Regions from separate parts of the Hordeum vulgare genome. Here region 1 is linked to region 2. Evidence: chromatin contacts called from public Hi-C data. All regions are on one chromosome and are shown on one strand. Each heading gives the region's core, a stretch centred on a gene start, on an enhancer-like site or on the middle of the called end of the contact. The rest is flanking DNA. Distances are from core to core; before and after follow the strand shown.

Region 1 (3,095 bases), core at 535-3,034, 130 kb after region 2:
AAATGTATGATGTGTAGGCTAGGAAAATGGCTCTATTCTACCAACTTTTCGCCGTTTAAAAGGCAGCTTAAACAAATCTTGATGGCAACCTCTGTGGATTTGAATGGTAACTCAATCATGAGTGGGGAATTCAACACATATAGGATTTGTAGGCTAGCAAAAGGGCTATCTTTTTCCCAACTTTTGGTTTGTTTTTATCTCATGGATTTGCCTTGTTTTTTTGGTATGAAATGAAAATGTTGCATGTGCATGGAGTTCCAATCACTTACCTCCTGTATTTTCTGCATGATTCTGGGGAAAATCAGAAGAACTGGGCAATTGACGCCGAAGTATGTGCTAATCCTAGTATTGATGATGTGGTAAACCCGACCCTCTCTCAAATCCTTGTGATTGGGCGATTAGTAGTCCTCGGGCATGGTGGTTGATGTGTTTGGGGGGTCAGATCGGGGGTGCAGCTCGTTGGCGATGGAGGCGCGTCACGGAGGGAGGTGGAGAACAAATCAAAGGAGGAGCCTATTTCTTGCAACGGAGGTGAGGAAATAGGGTTTGGATCGTAAGTCACGTGCGGGATAAGGTTGGTCTTGGGCCTCACGCGGGTGGATCTTGGGGCTCACGCGCTCGCATGGATGGCCCTCGCGGAGCGGGGTGTCTGGTGTTTGCGAATCGCGGAAGGGAGTATCGTGCGGATCTGTTCCTTATAGTCCGACTGGTTGATAGTTAACACAGTCCATTATTAATATAGCATCAATTAAGACTTAACAAAGTATCAGTCGGCTGAAACTTAAAGGTCTAAAAAAAATACAATCGAATAATAACGAGCTCGAGGATTAGTGAACAACACAGGACCACACGATTTTCCCGTGTGACAGGAGTCTAGTTTCCCCGCGTGCTTGAATAACAAATTTCAATCCGAGCAAGCTAGGCGTCAGCAGTTTAACAGCAAAGGATTGCAGCACGTCCAATCTGTAAGCACTGAACGGTACTCGCACTAATATAATACTCCTCCTACCACACCTTTTCCTGAACCAGATGCGAATACGGTTCAGATAAGCCACGGCCGTTATTAGAGCGTCCACGTCGCCACGCGGCACAACCCCACTGGGCGAAAGTGAAGTGCAAAGCTGCATAAGTACGAAGCACGTATTACTACCAGAAATAGCTGGAGAAAGCCAAATCCAGCCGGTGTAAGCGAGCACACCGCCGCCGTCATTTTCATGAGAAATGGAGTAGTATCATTCTTTTACTATTTCGCTCTAGTTGATCCTGTCCCGCGCTTCACAAGATTGGCTCGCTTGTCTACGTCGTCTCGAGATCCAGGGCGGACTAATTCAACACTCAACAGCGCATGTCGGCTTTTCTTTTGACAAAAAATATACTGCAGTATTTCATCTACTTACAGGCGTCAGTAGAGAGACACCAACACACGTCGCCGGCGTGGATCCCACGTGCTGGATACAAGCATCTACCTACAGTTCAGAAGGTAAATCGGCCCATTACGGCAGAGATTACAGTACGCAGATTAGAGAAAACCTACATACACTGGCACTGCTTCTCTGTTACTACCACTGTTCCGCGCGCGGCTGTTGGTCTGCGCCAGGAGGAAACCGCGGATGGCTTTTCGCGCGTACTCACATCGAGATGTCTGACGTTAACCCACCGCCCCCACTTAACTGCGTGTTGGCTCCGCTTCTTAGACACGATAACAGAGGGGAGATGGTGAGGCCACCACCCCGCCCCTCCCCTCCGTTATATATACGCTCAGCTCCCAGTTAGACATCAGCCACCACCTCTTCACTCCTCTTCTTCTTCTCTCAACTTCCTGCCTGCCTGCCTGACTGACTGCTTGCTCTCCCAGCTCAGTCTTGACAACACTCGATCGCGGCTCAGTTCTGTCCCCTCCATCGACCCCCCAGTTTCAAACCCAGGCCAAACACGCGCGCAGCATTCGTTGACTGACGAGATGGTGAACAAGGTCGCCGACGAGCCGCAGCTGCTGTCCAAGAAGGCCGGATGCAACACCCACGGCCAGGACTCGTCCTATTTCCTGGGGTGGGAGGAGTATGAGAAGAACCCCTTCCACCCCACCACCAACCCCACCGGCATCATCCAGATGGGCCTCGCCGAGAACCAGGTACGCAAAGTCTGCATACGCAGCTCGCTTGCCGCTTGCCGCTGTCCGTCTCTGACAAACTCGGCTCGTCGTGCAGCTCTCGTTCGACCTGGTGGAGGAGTGGCTGGAGAAGAACCCCGACGCGCTCGGGCTCCGCCGGGGACCCGCGTCCGTCTTCCGGGAGCTCGCGCTCTTCCAGGACTACCACGGCCTCCCGGCCTTCAAAAATGTAATTCCTCCGGCCACTTGGCACACTCCCCAGCAGCCATTCCAAATGCGGTCAAAGACTGACGCGCGTTGCTTTGCACAGGCATTGGCGAGGTTCATGTCAGAGCAGAGAGACCACAAGGTGGCGTTCGACCCCAGCAACATCGTGCTCACCGCCGGCGCGACCTCGGCCAACGAGGCGCTCATGTTCTGCCTCGCCGACCAGGGCGACGCCTTCCTCATCCCCACCCCGTACTACCCAGGGTAGGAATGCTATGCGCCCTGCCGTCTCTCGACATTTCTCTCCGCGCGCCACGTTACGCGCGCGGCCAGCGGCAGCAGCACCTGCCCATGTGCGACGTGCATGTTGCTACCCTTTTAACAGTAGCAAGTATTACTACACATGGCTAACCTTGCTTACGCATGCAGGTTCGACCGTGACCTCAAGTGGCGCACCGGGGCCGAGATCGTGCCGGTGCACTGCACGAGCGCCAACGGCTTCCGGGTGACGCGCGCCGCCCTGGACGACGCGTACCGCCGCGCCCAGAAGCGCCGCCTGCGCGTCAAGGGCGTGCTCATCACCAACCCCTCCAACCCGCTCGGCACCGCCGTCCCGCGCGCCGACCTCGAGATGATCGTCGACTTCGTCGCCGCCAAGGGCGTCCACCTCGTCAGCGACGAGATATACTCCGGCACGGCATTCTCCGAGCCGGGCTTCGTCAGCGTCCTCGAGGTCCTGGCAGCGCGCGCCCCGCTCGCCGCCGACTACGCGCTGGAC
Region 2 (3,264 bases), core at 244-2,743:
ATATCCTTTAGAAGATGTGTTGGCAGTAGAGGGCTGGATAGGTGGAATCTTCTGATTGAGACTATTAAAAAGATCTCCCTCTCCAATTCCCCTGATACTCCTATTTGGATGCTGGAACCAAAAGGAATATATTTTGTTAAATCCTTCTATAGTGCTATTAACTATGGTGGGGTTGATCACAGGGTTGGGGACAAGATGTGGAAAGTTCTATGCCCCCAAAACATCCATGTTTTCCTTTGGCTTTGTATGAACAACAAAGTACTAACTAGAGACAACTTAGCTAAGAGGAGAAGTGTGGAAGACCCATCTTGCTTATTTTGTTCTGAGTTGGAATCAGTTCAACATATGTTCTTTGATTGTACTGTAGCTTCTTGTATTTGGCAATTATTTGAGGAGGTATTTCATATTACAATCTCCTGCTTTCATGATATTCATGCCTTATGGCTGATATGCAAAAAGAAACCTATACATAATATGGTTGTGGCTGCCTCCTTATGGAGTATTTGGCGTTTGAGAAATGAATTTTGCTTCAAGGGTCAAACATGGAAAAGTTTGGACTGCGTGCTCATGAAGCTAAGGCTCTTCCTACGCCAATGGGTTGTTCTCTGCGACGCCACTCAAGAGCTGGTGCTGTGTCAGTTCATCTCTGATCTGGATAAGAAGAGAGGAGAATTGCTGCGGATTGCTTGGTGAAGAATTGTGATAGAGTTAGACTTTGGTTTGGAGTTATGTTTGTCTTAGCTGTAAAAACTGTTGGAGGTTTATGTTTTGTCTAGACCTGTTTTTGGTCGGTTTTACTTTTTCTGTTAAAATAGATATTCGCTGGCTGTGTACTTCATTAATAAAATGGAGAAGGGGGAGCCCCTTTCTTTAAAAAAAAACAAGGACACAGACACGCGTGGCCGTACATCAGAGAGAGGTCCTGCAGCATCAGCATGCGACGCGAACGATACGTACGTACGCACGCTCCGGACCGGACCGGAGGGAACCCTGCACCTGAGCCTGTCCGCGGCCGGGCCAGCAGCGCGGCGCGACGTCCCTACCCCGGACGGAACACGGCCGGCGAGGCCCCGCTGTCCCCGGTGCCGCGGTCCATATCGACCCCCCGGCGCCAGGGCGCGCGACAGGGGACGCAGCGCCACGCCCGGCTGTCACGCACGCCCCTGGCCGCTCGCTGCATGCCATTGGCGCCATGCATGGCCCCGGCCCCGCCTACGCCTCCTTTCATCAATTAACTGACCGACCCCGGCCGCCGTCCGGCCGGCCGGCCGCCTCCCGTACGTAGATTCCCCCATGCACCGCCGATGCGTTGCCATCGAGCATTCATTCTTGGAGGGAAGCCTGCGTGATCGACGCACGTACGTCGTCGGCGACGCGTAGGCGGGGGTCGTCGGACGTGCTGCCACTTAGAAGGTGATGGGGGTGTGTTGGGAGCGTGATCTTGGATGGGTCCGTCCCGGTTGAGAAAACAAAATAATCTCGTATGGGTCCCGACCAAATAACGCTCACGCTATGACGCGCGCCCATGTCCCCGGCCGGCCGCCCAGGCCCGCATGGGCCACCACGATCGCCTGCAACGCGGCCGCCCGGTCCCGGCGTACATGTCCGCCCACTTGCGCAGAAACTTCCTCCCCTCGCCTTCGGCTTCGACATGCAATGGTGCTATCGTCACATAGGATGGATATATATATATATCGGCTTTGCTAAAAATCACACATATATATATGCTGAGCTGAACGAGAGATAAACCATACTGTATATATTAAAAGATGATTATTTGGTTTTAATTATCTCATCACATGTTTACAAATATATTTTTATCCTTTATCTTTCTTTTTATTGTTTTTTACACGGTAATACGTGCACCATTCATATCATAAAATACAAAATACAAGTCACATAAAGACCGACATGACGAATCTGAAAATATAGCAGAACATTACTAAGCTTTACACCAACGCCCCGTCACCTGCCTCCTGCACCACCAAAGTACCTATCAACGGGGAAAAAATGACGGATCACCTCCTCATCCGAGATCGACTCGGCTCCATCGCTGATATGCAGCTTTGCGGACCTCCAAGAGCGCTTACCAAAAGTGAAGCCATCACCGTTGAACGAATCAGACGGGGCAACACCCCGGACACACCATCGATCTCCACGTCCGGCACCCCAGCACGATTAAGACGTCGAAGGAGGAAACCATACGTGTCATCCATCAATCACGAACCCAACACATGTTCCGTCTTTCAGATGTTGTCAATGCAGACCATAATCCACATCCACTCCTGGACAACCTCCCAAGCTCCACAATGGCGTTGGAGCAAACACCATCGCAACGACGGAGCGCGAGGACACAGGCCCACCACGAGAATGACAACATCGCCACATCATTCTTACCTGAATAGACTGATTTCTAAATTCACCTCCAACCATAAGACTAATTGCCTCGTTGGAAACATATATGTGCCTTCTTTATTCGGGGTCGCCATTGTCGCCTTCGAAGCCAAGACGATAAACATCTAAAAAAACCAAAGCTACTAGGACCTAAACTAAAGCTACACGATTCATCCATGTAAATCCGGCAACCCCCTCCCCTCAAACCCCCACCGACGATCGAGGTCATCGACCGAGGGGAGCTGCCGAATGAACGAGGCGAAGGGGCTTTTGTGACGGCGGCTAGGGTTTCTAGTCGCTCGCGCGAGAGGAAAGTTCAGGGGACTATACGGTGCCACTTGGACCTACCGGAGGAAACCATATATTGTGCTATGTATTCCCCCGTCCGGATTCATTAGACCCTCGACCAAAACTCATGTTGCAAGGTTCAACAATTACTCCTTCTTGAACGTCCGTCTCGACTCGACAACCTGCGTGTGGCTGCATGCCCTGGTACGAGCCATGTTGCCATGCACGGTCTCGGTCGGCCCTCCAAGTTCAAGACAGCCGTCCAACACCATGTCGAGAGGGAACGGGGCCCATGCGTCCAGCAAAATGGCATGTAGGCCCGAGAGGTCGCCCAAGGATCAACATAGGGAACACCGCAAGATCCTCGCCTCACTTCACGCAGACCGGCGTGGCTCTGTACCACGGCTCGTACCGCTCGGCTCCACACGTATTAACAGCGACGGGGACGACGACGTACGGGGCGTCACCTGCCCATGCCGCGGTACAAGATCTCGTTTCATCTTCATCCCGGAAGAAAAAATCTGCTCGGATATGTATTTGTCGTCCCTCGGATGGAGACCCGGTTGCTGTGTTTCTCGATCG

What was found. A called contact is a pair of places that touch in the nucleus more often than the background predicts.
Region 1: a contact with region 2 is called in a Hi-C map of seedling, with 2.9 times the contacts expected there. The contact joins the promoter of LOC123451083 here to the enhancer-like site in region 2. A contact is called at or near these places in 2 of 6 Hi-C or Micro-C datasets (leaf and seedling).

Annotation. Positions count from the first base shown.
Region 1 is chr4H:25,001,117-25,004,211 of MorexV3_pseudomolecules_assembly, forward strand. It overlaps LOC123451083 (1-aminocyclopropane-1-carboxylate synthase 1-like), which reads left to right and starts at 1,785. Exons shown (of 4, transcript XM_045128095.1): 1 at 1,785-2,131; 2 at 2,208-2,339; 3 at 2,421-2,581; 4 at 2,747-3,095. The coding sequence starts at 1,961.
Region 2 is chr4H:24,874,533-24,877,796 of MorexV3_pseudomolecules_assembly, forward strand. No RefSeq gene overlaps it. Among protein-coding and RNA genes, the nearest start is that of LOC123451082, 84 kb to the left of the region's middle. Within about 2 kb of position 1,494, at least 3 of the 3 cell types and tissues checked have open chromatin away from gene starts, as enhancers often do. A contact at or near this core is called in leaf and seedling, where this site is marked.